Linked DNA regions of Dromaius novaehollandiae: region 2 is linked to region 1. Evidence: chromatin contacts called from public Hi-C data. All regions are on one chromosome and are shown on one strand. Each heading gives the region's core, a stretch centred on a gene start, on an enhancer-like site or on the middle of the called end of the contact. The rest is flanking DNA. Distances are from core to core; before and after follow the strand shown.

Region 1 (5,422 bases), core at 428-2,927:
CTCTTCCACCTTGGATGCCTGTTTTGATTAAGGTCAGAATGGCAAATCCATGCCACGAGGACTTCATTTCCTCATTGACTGTACTTTACTAGATTTTGGTGTATCCCACTTTGCTAGTTGGGGCCGAGTCCCTTTCGGCTAGGTGCTGAATGAGCAAACATGTCAACGTTGTCACTGCCACAAGATTCATAGCATTTCAGAAGCATTTAAAACCAAGTTTTTAATGCTTCTGAATGTAATGGTAGCTTTTATCCCTAAGGTACAAAGATACCCACCATACTTTAGGGAAGAAGTGGGACGGAACCATTTGGAACTCTGCCTTAATAGATCCTAATAACTTCAGGGTTTTGGTTTCCTTGGCCAAGATTGACTGAGGTAAAATTTTCAAAAGTGCCTAAGCCTCCTGATTCATATCAACTGTTGTATGAGATTAAGCTCTTAAGACTTAGGTCTACAAAGGCCTTTAGGTGCATGGAGTTCCATTGAAGCTGAGCACACCTGAGACCCTAGATGCCTTTGTGGATATGGGACTAAGTGCCTGTGGTGTTTGTTGGAAAAGATGTGAAAGCTTTGGAGAATTTTGCCCTGGATCATTTTGCATACAGCTGGCGCGGTGCAGAGGAAGGCAGTGGTGCAGGAGGAGGGAGCCTGTGAGCGCCTGCTGCTCTCTCTGAGCCCTGTCACCACGCCAGTCCTTAGCTGTTGCAGAGAACTGTCCTATTCATTTCACAAACTGAAAGACTGTACAATTCAGCTGGATTCCTACTGAAATTCAGCATGGGACTGTCTTTGCAAAGCAGGCCCGGGTGCGTGCTCGACTGGGTGCGGGGCTCGCTCGCTGAGGTTGGTGCAGCGACATGTCAGCTCCGGCCTGCTCTGCCCATCCTCGGCGACTCGTGGGCCCTGGAAGGAAGACCATGGCTTCGCAGGCCTGCAGGTGGGAAACCCGAGCAATGGAGAAGGGGAAAGGAACTGTAGTCAAGTTGTTCGTTAAAAATAAAATGTATTGATGACTTTTTTTTTCTTTTGTTCTTCAGTTCTTTTACTTTAGTTCTCTTGAGAGCTGAGGTTAGAACTTCCAAAAGGGTGAGGAGGGCAACCTGTGGAAGCGTAGGGTGCCCCAGCCGAACACGGAGAAAGAGCTAGGCACCACCACCCAACGCCCTTCCCCACGGAAAGGAGCTCTGCACCCTGTGGCTGTTTTAAGCTTGCATGGAACAAAGTTTAAGCGCTTTCCGTCAGAGCCCGAGCGCAGCCCTAGGTTTACAGGCGGTGACCTAAATTTTGCCCGCGGGGAGCTCGCCCGTCCGGCTGCGTTTCTCCTCGCGGAGGAGGGCTGCTGCAGGGCAGAGCGGCGACGCGGCCCCCGCTGCGGGGGGAAACCGTCGTCAATAATGGCGCCGGGAGGGGCGACTTTTACGTGCGTCCTAAGGAAGGACCTTGTGTGTGTATATACATATATATATATATTTTTTTTTCTTCTTCGTAGGATGGTCTTTGATGCCTGGTCCTCTAACTCGGTCCGTGCCGCCGCGCCAGCACCGAGCTGCCGCCGGGGCCGCCCTGCGCGGCCGCGCGACCCCCCACCCCCCGGCGGCGGCGGCGGTGGTGGCGCCCGCCCGCTCCGCCGCGCCGGCTCCGCTCTCCCATTGGTCCTTCCCGCTGGGGGCGGGCCCTCTGCCGCCGCCTCCGCTCTGCGGTTGGCTGCGGCCGGGTCGGAAGGAAGCGTTTCCCAGGTGACGGCCGCGGGGGCGGGGGGTGTAACGCATGCGATGGGGAGGCCCTGCTGGCTGCGGTGACCGGCGGTAGGTGCGGGGGGCGGACGCCTGGGCCCCTTTTCTTTAAGGGGGGCGGTGGAGATTGGAGGGGCCGGACGCCTGGGTCCCTCTTGGGAGAGCGAGTGATACGGGCTGGTCACCTGGGTCCTCTTGAGGGAGGGTGGGAGGCGATACGGGCCGGACGCCTGGGTCCCTGTTGGGGGGGGAGGGGAGAGATGATGAGGGCCGGGCGCCTGGGTCCCTCGGGGGAAGGGCACGATACGGGCCCGTCGCCTGGACCCCTTTTGGAGAGGGGAGATGATGCGGCCGGTCGCCTGGGTCCCTTTGCGGGGAGGGAGGTGAGGGAGGCGGGCTGCTTGGGCCCCTTTTGGGGAGGGGGGAGGAGCAGGTCCGGCGTCCTGGCTCTGCTGAGGAGCCGAGTTTGGGGGGGGGGGAGGGGAGGATCTCTTTTATCCCCGTTCTGAGCTGTGGGGCCATGCTGGGGAGCTGGGGCCCGCCCCTAGATGGGTGCTCCAAAGGCCAGCATTGGTTATAAGCCAGCAAGGGTGGCAGGAGCAGGGTGTCCCCGCTGCGCACCCAGCATCCAGCCGGCTGTTGCACTGCACCCATCTCAGTGGCATTGGGGTGCTGCCTGCCATGCTTGTGTGACGGTCAGTGACTGCTCAGAGCCATGGGGCCAAGCGCTCGGCCGTGACACAGCCCAGCGCTGACCAGGGTCGTGGGCCTGACACCTGGGATTGCCATCCAGACCCTGGCCTGTAAGCTGTCTGGGACATGCTGGACCGTGGTGACCTCTTCATCCCATCTGTTCTCATTTTCTTGTATCCGGAGAACAGTCAGTGAGAAAGCTTCAGGAGGAAAGGTATAAGGGTCACCTGAACCCCCCTTTCAGAGACTAAGTGCAGTTGTGTGCAATTTTGAGCCTGTTCTTGGAGGAGGCTGAGAAAGTTCCTTGAGGATTTGGATTATTACTGAAGCAAAGCAGAGAACAGTGATTTTTGGATGAATATGATTCTGAAATTCTGATGTCTAGAAATTAAAGGTTCTCTCTTGGTTAGCTATTTGAGGAGTGTCTGGTAATTAAAAGATTGAAATGGCATTATTGCTAAGGCATATGTTGTCCCTTAGTAGTTTGTCCTAAAAGGAAAACCACCCCAATAACAGTAATATAGTGGTTTGTCTCTTCTCCAGACCAATAGGTTATGCAGTAAAAATGGAGACCTCAGATGAGGAAAACTTTGGTGTTGCCATGTAAGTAGATTTTATTCTGTGTCAGTTTTTCAATAAACTATTTCATAGTTAAAATATCTTAATGGGAATATAATTACAAGAATGAAGTTAGACCATGCGGATTAACAGATACTGCCTCTTAGGAGAACAGGGACATGGAACAATGGAAAGTCCCAGGAGGGAATAACTTCAGTTCAGAGTTTAGATGAAGTCAAACTGACTATAGCTGTAACAAGCATAGCACCAGACAGCCCTTGCTGAATGATCAAAATAAATACTATAGGCTGAAAGCTGTTCTTTGTGTTCATTTTTAAATTCAAAAATTCCCTCTCCTTGCTGACACCTTACGTTCTCTTACGTTATAGATTTTAAGAAGAGAATATTTCTATGTGTGAATGTGCCCCTTCTAGACATGGGAGACGTTTTACAGGTGGCCTCAAACAAATTCTATGCTAGTAGTTCTAAGACCTTGCTTCCCCCCTCATTTGTCTGGCCTACTCATCTCTTAAAGCTTGTGGGGATGCGTGCCTGTGCCTCTGTCACTGTAGTTCACAGGTACGTTTCTTGTGCTCTGTGGACTGAAAGGCCACATGTTCCCTTCAGGTGCTTCTGCAACATGGGTTGCAATGGCCTAGACCTGACCAGGCAGCAATTGTGTTAAACCACCACAAGATTTGTCAGAGCATTCAAGCTTAAACTCTGTTTTAAGTTAATACTTTAAATTTTCTGTCACTGTTAGAATAAGCAGTAAAAACAAGAAGAATTTCTCCTATTTCTTTTTTCATCCGCTTGGTGGTAATGCTTATTTAATAAAAAGAAAAAAGAGAGAGAGAGAAAGAGGAAATTATGCATAGCAAAGTCTCCTGTCTTTGTATGTAAACGGAAAGTGATAAGCCCTGTTGCCTGAAGTCATAAATATGATGCTTGGAATATGTAATGCTTAAACTGTCGTATGTGAGCTCCTTTTCTTGTGGTGTTATGCCCTCTGGTGGAATAGCATGCCTTTCCATTCACTCGTGTTTTCTCTGCTTGCCTTCCTAGGCTTAACGGATCACAAATGTTGTTAGAGTATCACTTGACGATCAAACGCCTTCAGTAATCAAATGCCTTCACCTTTTCCCTGGTCAAAATGAGTCCTATGGCCAAACAGTTAAACTGTCGCTGGTTTAAGTTCACTGGACTGTTCTTTAATAGCAAAATAATTTTTCTGCGTTTTAAAAAACATTGTCTGAAATGGTATTCTGCTCTGCCTAATAGAGGAAAACTTGAATTTAATTTAAATGGAGCTTTCACTGACTGAAGATAACTTTTTTTTAAGAAAAATGTCCTATAAAGCTTGTGTCCTTGACATGTAAGAAAAGCCTGTGCCTCATCCGCTCAGGAATGTAGGAAGAGTTCATCCCCCGCTAATGATGATCTCAGAATGCCAAGGTCAAGCAGATGCTGTGGGTTATCTGATGTGTCTGAACAAGCTGCACAATAATAAATTTAGCAGAGGGAGCTGAAATCTCAAAATGCGGGTAACAATGGTTTCTCTCTAGAATGACTTCAGATACATAATGTTTAATATTAGCTGTGTGGTGATAGAATGACTTTATGAGATTATACCATTTATTTCTGAGCATGCAAGCATGTTTCTTGCATAAGAAAAATACTTAAGTTTCTTCAGTTATAAAATATACATGTATACAGAGAGAGTTTAAGGGAAGTAAGTGGTTCTGTAGGGCCAAGTATCTCAAAATACTCCCTAGAGTGCATCATAAACACTTCTATGACCACCATGTAGTGTTACGCAGGGTAGAGAGAAAGGAAGCTTCTTGTAGTAGCCTAGGTTCATGGGATGGAAAGCGCTTATTTGCAGCTCTAACTACACTCTTCATGTCATCTCAGCACCCAGACTGGAATTACCTTTAGTGCCAGTAAAACACCACTTCTTCTGAATTAGGTACCTATCTAGTGAATACGCAGTGGAGCCCTGATGAGAATCCCCATAAGTAATCTTCTCATCAGTTAGATTTTTGGTGTTGTGGGGTAGTTTGTAGGTTGAAGCTAGAAAATCATTCACTTATCTTGTAATTACTGGTTTTGCTTTTGTTTAGGCTTTCCACAACACTTTCTAGTGTTTATTTCTATTCTGACTCAGGTGTATACATATGTAATATTGTCTGTCTTTGCTTTCAGCTCCTCCCCTTCTGATGCAGAGTTTGATGCAGTTGTTGGGTATCTGGAGGATATTATAATGGGTAAGCTCTGCAAGTAGTTATAGACAACAAGACAAGTGCTAAAAATATTCCAACCTCTTCTAATTGCTGGACATACAGAGCCAGAATAGTGTCTGTCATAAAAGCTTTCCTTCCTTAGTTCTCATGATCGCTAACCTGGTACTGTAGTATAACTACGCACAAAAGTCTTCT
Region 2 (4,773 bases), core at 1,805-4,304, 160 kb before region 1:
TTTGATGGGAAAAAATGTGCTCTAACTGAATAAATAAGAATGTCACTTTGAGTGCTTGATCATGGATTCTTTTTCGTTTTCTGTTTCCAGTCACTTACGGTTTGTGGGTCTTGGATGCTTAACCCTAAATGGCTGCCTTGGGTAGAGCAACCATTCTAACAAAGGTCTGTTGGGTTTGGATCACAATACCGGATTATTTTCCCTTGCAATGAAATGTGCTGTTTAAAAATAAATGAAACCTGAGATTCCCTCCCCTACAATTCCCCTGGCTCCTGATGTTAGGAACCATACATCAAATACAGCGAGGCTTGTGAGAACATAACAAGGCATGCTAAAGCTGTTCATGCAGCGTTTCTGTTGACTTCAGACAATAAGGAGTGCCTCTGAAATCTAAGGGCACGCTTGGATTTCTCAGGTTCTTTTCAGAATTCAAGATTAGCTCCCAAACACACATCTCTCTGACCTGAGAAGAGTGGTCATCATAACCAAAGCAAAGGCACTTGCAGGACATAATCAGACGGCATCTTTTCCAGAACACCAGGTGTCAGCAAAAACCCAAAAATGGAAAGCAGTTGTCTACAGCCCAGCGATGTGGACTGGCTAAAATAGGGCTCTGTGCTATCTTCTGAGTGCCTGGGTTTTCCCCCAGAGTGCCTGCACTCAAAGGTCGTGTGTTCTCTGCTGCTAACTGGGTTTAATTGCTGCTTTAGGCCCATAAATACTGCGTTGCTCTGACACTTAGTGCACATTTCATTAAAAATATTGAGATTTGGATTGAGTTACATATGAAACAGAATGATGTAATTGGTCCCTAGTTTGTTTTTTATATTGAATGCCAGGTACTTTTAGGCTGGCCTTGCCATGCTTCCCATTCTCAGTGTGCTGATTTCCATATTCGCAGCTTGCAGTTGCATCTGAAAACTTCTCAAGGGGAAGCTGGAGGTTTTGTCCAACTGTGAGGTTTTAAATTAATCTCAGGGTATGCAGGAAGACATGGGAGGCCATCTGGGATTGCGTGAGATGGCCGTGTACTAAAGCGATTGCTGACTAGATAATTATCGTGGTCTATTTTAGAGCTGTTACGATTTGGTTTCAGATGTATCATGGTCCAAAAAATGGAAATGTATCAGGACGCTCCACACATCCCTGTTGTTTCTGGCTCCCTGCAGTCTCAGGAAGACAAGGAATGGGCTAGTCAATACTGGTTTCATACGCAGAGGGGTTTTTACCCCCTGAGATGAGATCTTTAGAAATAAATGCACTGCTGCAAGTAAACACGCTGCTGGAGGGCAGCGAGGAGCCCAGGCTTTGTGCTATGCAATATATGAAGATGGGCTGAGCAAGCTTTTGCACGCAGTGAATGCAATTTCATAGAGCCCGAAACCTCAGTTGCTGTTTCCCCTCTGATAACACCAGCTCTGAACCTCTGCTGTGACTTTGAGGAATGGTGTTGGGCAGGAGAGAAAACAACAGAAAAACTTATTTCAGGGAAAAATAAGCACATTGACATTAGTGAAATACTGGCTTGCTTTCTCTCTGTCTCCCTCCAAAGAGGTGTTTTGAGGTAACTGCGCTGAAGCAACGTGGCGGGTCTGACACAAGCCTCACTTCTCGCGCAGTTCAGGCATGCGCTGAATGCACAAAAAGGTGGCTTTGCTCCTGAAAAACGGTGCTGGGGCTCAGCTTTCAGCCGGATGCTCCCCCAAAAGCCACGTTGCCCATGCTGAGCCCAAGCGTTACTAACTCGTGAGTCCATTCTCCGGGGCCGCCTGTGCCACGTCCCGGTGGCCCTGGCGCCTCCAGGCCCTGCCCGGGGGGTGGCTGAGCACCGGAGACGGGCCGTGGGCGGCAGGGACACGACTAGGAGCAAAAAGCGACTCGGTGCCTTAAAGATCTGCTGGCTGTAACTGCTGTAGCTCCAGGAGAGGGGAAAGGAGGTGACGGGGGGGTGTAGGATTATTTATTTATTTTGCCAGCGAGCCTTTAAAAGCCCTAGCAAAGCCCGCAGTAAATGTTCCTGTGCAAAAAAGGACGAATCATGTAATTTGAAGCCTCCAAGGGAGGCTTTCTGTCTTATTACTGTCTCTATATATCAAAAAAAATCCGTACAAATATCCATCAAGTCTGATGACGCGTAAGCCAGGCTTCAGCTCAGGACGATAACGGTGCATTGGATCTAAACACCGGTGGTATCGGCCTAGAAGGCCGACAGCTCCCTGGGCCGAGCGGAGTGAATCACAGGCGTAATATGGGGCAGCAGGTCGCCTGCCCTGTGGAGGAGAAGGGTCCTCCCTGGGCACCCGAAAACCCAGGGGCTGAGGCGTAAATCGGCTCAAAACCCAGGCTGAGGTACCCGCCGGGGTCAGGGCAGCACCAAATTGCCGGTTTTTGACGAAAAAGTGAGGCGGCGTTTCCGAAAAGCCGCGGTTTCGTCACGGCGGGGCGGGTGACGAGGGACGCGGCCTGCCGGCCCTTCCACTGGCGTTTGCGCAGGGTTTTCCCGAGCTCGCGGGGCAGAGCCGTGCCTGCGAGAGGCTGGGAGGAAAACGGGCGAGAACACGGTAATGATACAAAAACGCAGGAAATTGGGAAATTTTCGAAAGGCTCCTTTTTTTGCGTCGGAAAATGGTCCCGCCGCGAAGCGGAGGCTTTTCGCTGAAAGGTGTGCGTTCAACGGAAACGCGCAGTCAGCAGGTAGCTGAGCCCCAAGGGGGACTCTGGGTGGAGAGCGAGAGGGAACACCCCGGGACACCACGCACGCGGGTTCTCTCGCTTAATTCCCTCCATCCTCTCCCTAAAAAGCTCTTTTTTTGGTTCATTTTGGTGCAGACAAAACACAATTTTCGCCCCCCCCCCCCCCCCCCGGACCCTGCGGTTCGCACCCCCCCCGCGGCCGGTCGCCGCCGCGGCCTCTCCCCACAGGGGCGCCCGGGGGGGCGGCCCCGTCCCGCGGGGCACCGGGGCGGGGCGGGGCCGGGCGGGGGCCGCGGGCGCTGGGAGGGGGGGCGGGGCGTCCCGCCGCCGGCTCTCCCCGCCCGACCGGCCCCGGCCGCGCCCCCCGGGCGGCGCGGGGAGGCGGCGGGCAGCGGCCATGGTGAGGCGCTGAGCCCGCGGCGAGCTGCTTGGCCCGGCCCGGCGCGGCCCGGCCCGGCGGTGAGTACCGGCGGGGAGGAGCCCCCGCCGCCGGGGGGGGGGGGCACGGAGGGGACAGGGGACGGGAGACCTGGGACGGGGGACATGGGACGGGAGACCTGGGACACGCAAGGGACAGGGGACGAGGGACAGGGGACGGGAGACTTGGGACAGGGGACGAGGGACAGGGGACGGGAGACTTGGGACAGGCAAGGGACAGGGGACAAGGCAAAGGGGATGCTGGGCTGAGGTGCAGGGGACAAGGGACAGGGCCAGCAGGAGCCAGGGGCTCCTGCCCCTGCCTGAGGTGGCCCACAGCGGGACCCCAGTGGTTGGGCCAGCCTGGCAGGACCCCCGTCCCCCCGCCGGGACACGAGGTGACACTTCTTCCGGGGTGGCACGTATCGTGGTGGCCCCGGGGACAGCGGGCACGGCGGCGGGTGGCCCCTGTCAGCGGGCTGTGCTCCGAAAGCGCCGGCGGTGGCCTCGCCGTGCGGGGGACCTGCGGGGACAGGGCCGCGGGGTCGTCCCTGGGATGTCCGCTCGCTGGTCCTTCAGCCCTCGCCGGCAATCCCTTCCAGCCCCAGCACCCCCACCACGGGAAAGGTTTTCTCTTCTCTTTATTCCCCCAGTATCTCCCTGAATATCCCTGACTGCGGTTGGTGCCTCTTGCTCTTTTTCTGGGCTTTTCCCTTTCCCCTATGCCACAGGCGTTGGAGATGGTGCGGTTTCCCCTCTGCCTTCCCTCCCCTGGAATTAGCCATCCCAATTCCTCCCGGCTCTCCTCCCCGTCCCCGGCTTCCTCCCTTCGGGCACGTTGCTGCTCCGGTGTAGAAGTTCCCTTCCGTATCCCGCTCGCCATACGAGGCTGCAGACCTGTTGCCTGCGTCTGCGGAAGCTCCCGCTCTTAATGAAGCAATCCCGCTGGAAGGGCGATCCCCGAGACGGGCGCTGGCGGCTGACGGCCACGCTCTGGGAGGTTTGGGATGTTCGATAGCTTTTTCCTGGTAGCGCAGCGCTGTCGCGAGCGCCCCGTGCTCTCCTCCAGCTTCGGTGCCAGTCGCGGGGGGGAACCGGTGAGCCGAAGGCTGGGGAGCGCCAAAGCGCTTCTCCGGGAGCTGCTGGCAGCGTGCTGCTGCTTTGCGTTTGGCTGCCGTAGCAGCTCGCGATAGCCTTTGTGCAACGCCGCGGTCGCGTAAAGCTCGAGGGGGCATGTAGAGGGCTCGCTCTCCTGGGTGGATGGCCTGCCCCTCTCTGAAGAAGGCTGTCGGGGCGTTAGTAAGAGCTCCGTTCCCAGCAAGACGCCTTGTTCTCTGAGATACCGACAAGCAGAGCAGCCTGAAGTGTTCGGAGGATGACAGGCGGGGAAGTGTTTTCCCATCAGCTCCGCCAGACTGAGGACCTGATACGATAAGTCTTCATGTGAGTAACCCTAACTTAGGTGAGAAGCCTGGTGAAAGCCAGCGAGGCCGTGTGCTGTAGGACTTTGTGGGCAAACAAACCCTGCCTAGCTGTTCCCTGCGCAAGAGGTGGAACAGGAAGTAGGAGGGTGCAGAGTAAGTCAAGAGTAGAAGCTTTGGGGCAGCAGTGGCAGAAACGTCTCCAAAGGGCTGGATCCTACCTCTTCGAGAACCTGAGCTG

The links. Hi-C and Micro-C count contacts between places; a contact is called where the count stands out from the background.
Region 2: a contact with region 1 is called in a Hi-C map of brain, with 7 times the contacts expected there. The contact joins the promoter of CPNE2 here to the promoter of ARL2BP in region 1. A contact is called at or near these places in 2 of 4 Hi-C or Micro-C datasets (brain and ovary).

What each region holds. Positions count from the first base shown.
Region 1 is chr13:1,785,480-1,790,901 of bDroNov1.hap1, reverse strand. It overlaps ARL2BP (ADP ribosylation factor like GTPase 2 binding protein), which reads left to right and starts at 1,677. Exons shown (of 7, transcript XM_026104017.2): 1 at 1,677-1,805; 2 at 2,970-3,029; 3 at 5,190-5,251. The coding sequence starts at 1,768. RSPRY1 (ring finger and SPRY domain containing 1) reads left to right here. Exons shown (of 16, transcript XM_064519346.1): 16 at 1-1,019.
Region 2 is chr13:1,943,298-1,948,070 of bDroNov1.hap1, reverse strand. CPNE2 (copine 2) reads left to right here and starts at 3,054. Exons shown (of 15, transcript XM_064519353.1): 1 at 3,054-3,153. It overlaps NLRC5 (NLR family CARD domain containing 5), which reads left to right. Exons shown (of 46, transcript XM_064519356.1): 46 at 1-51.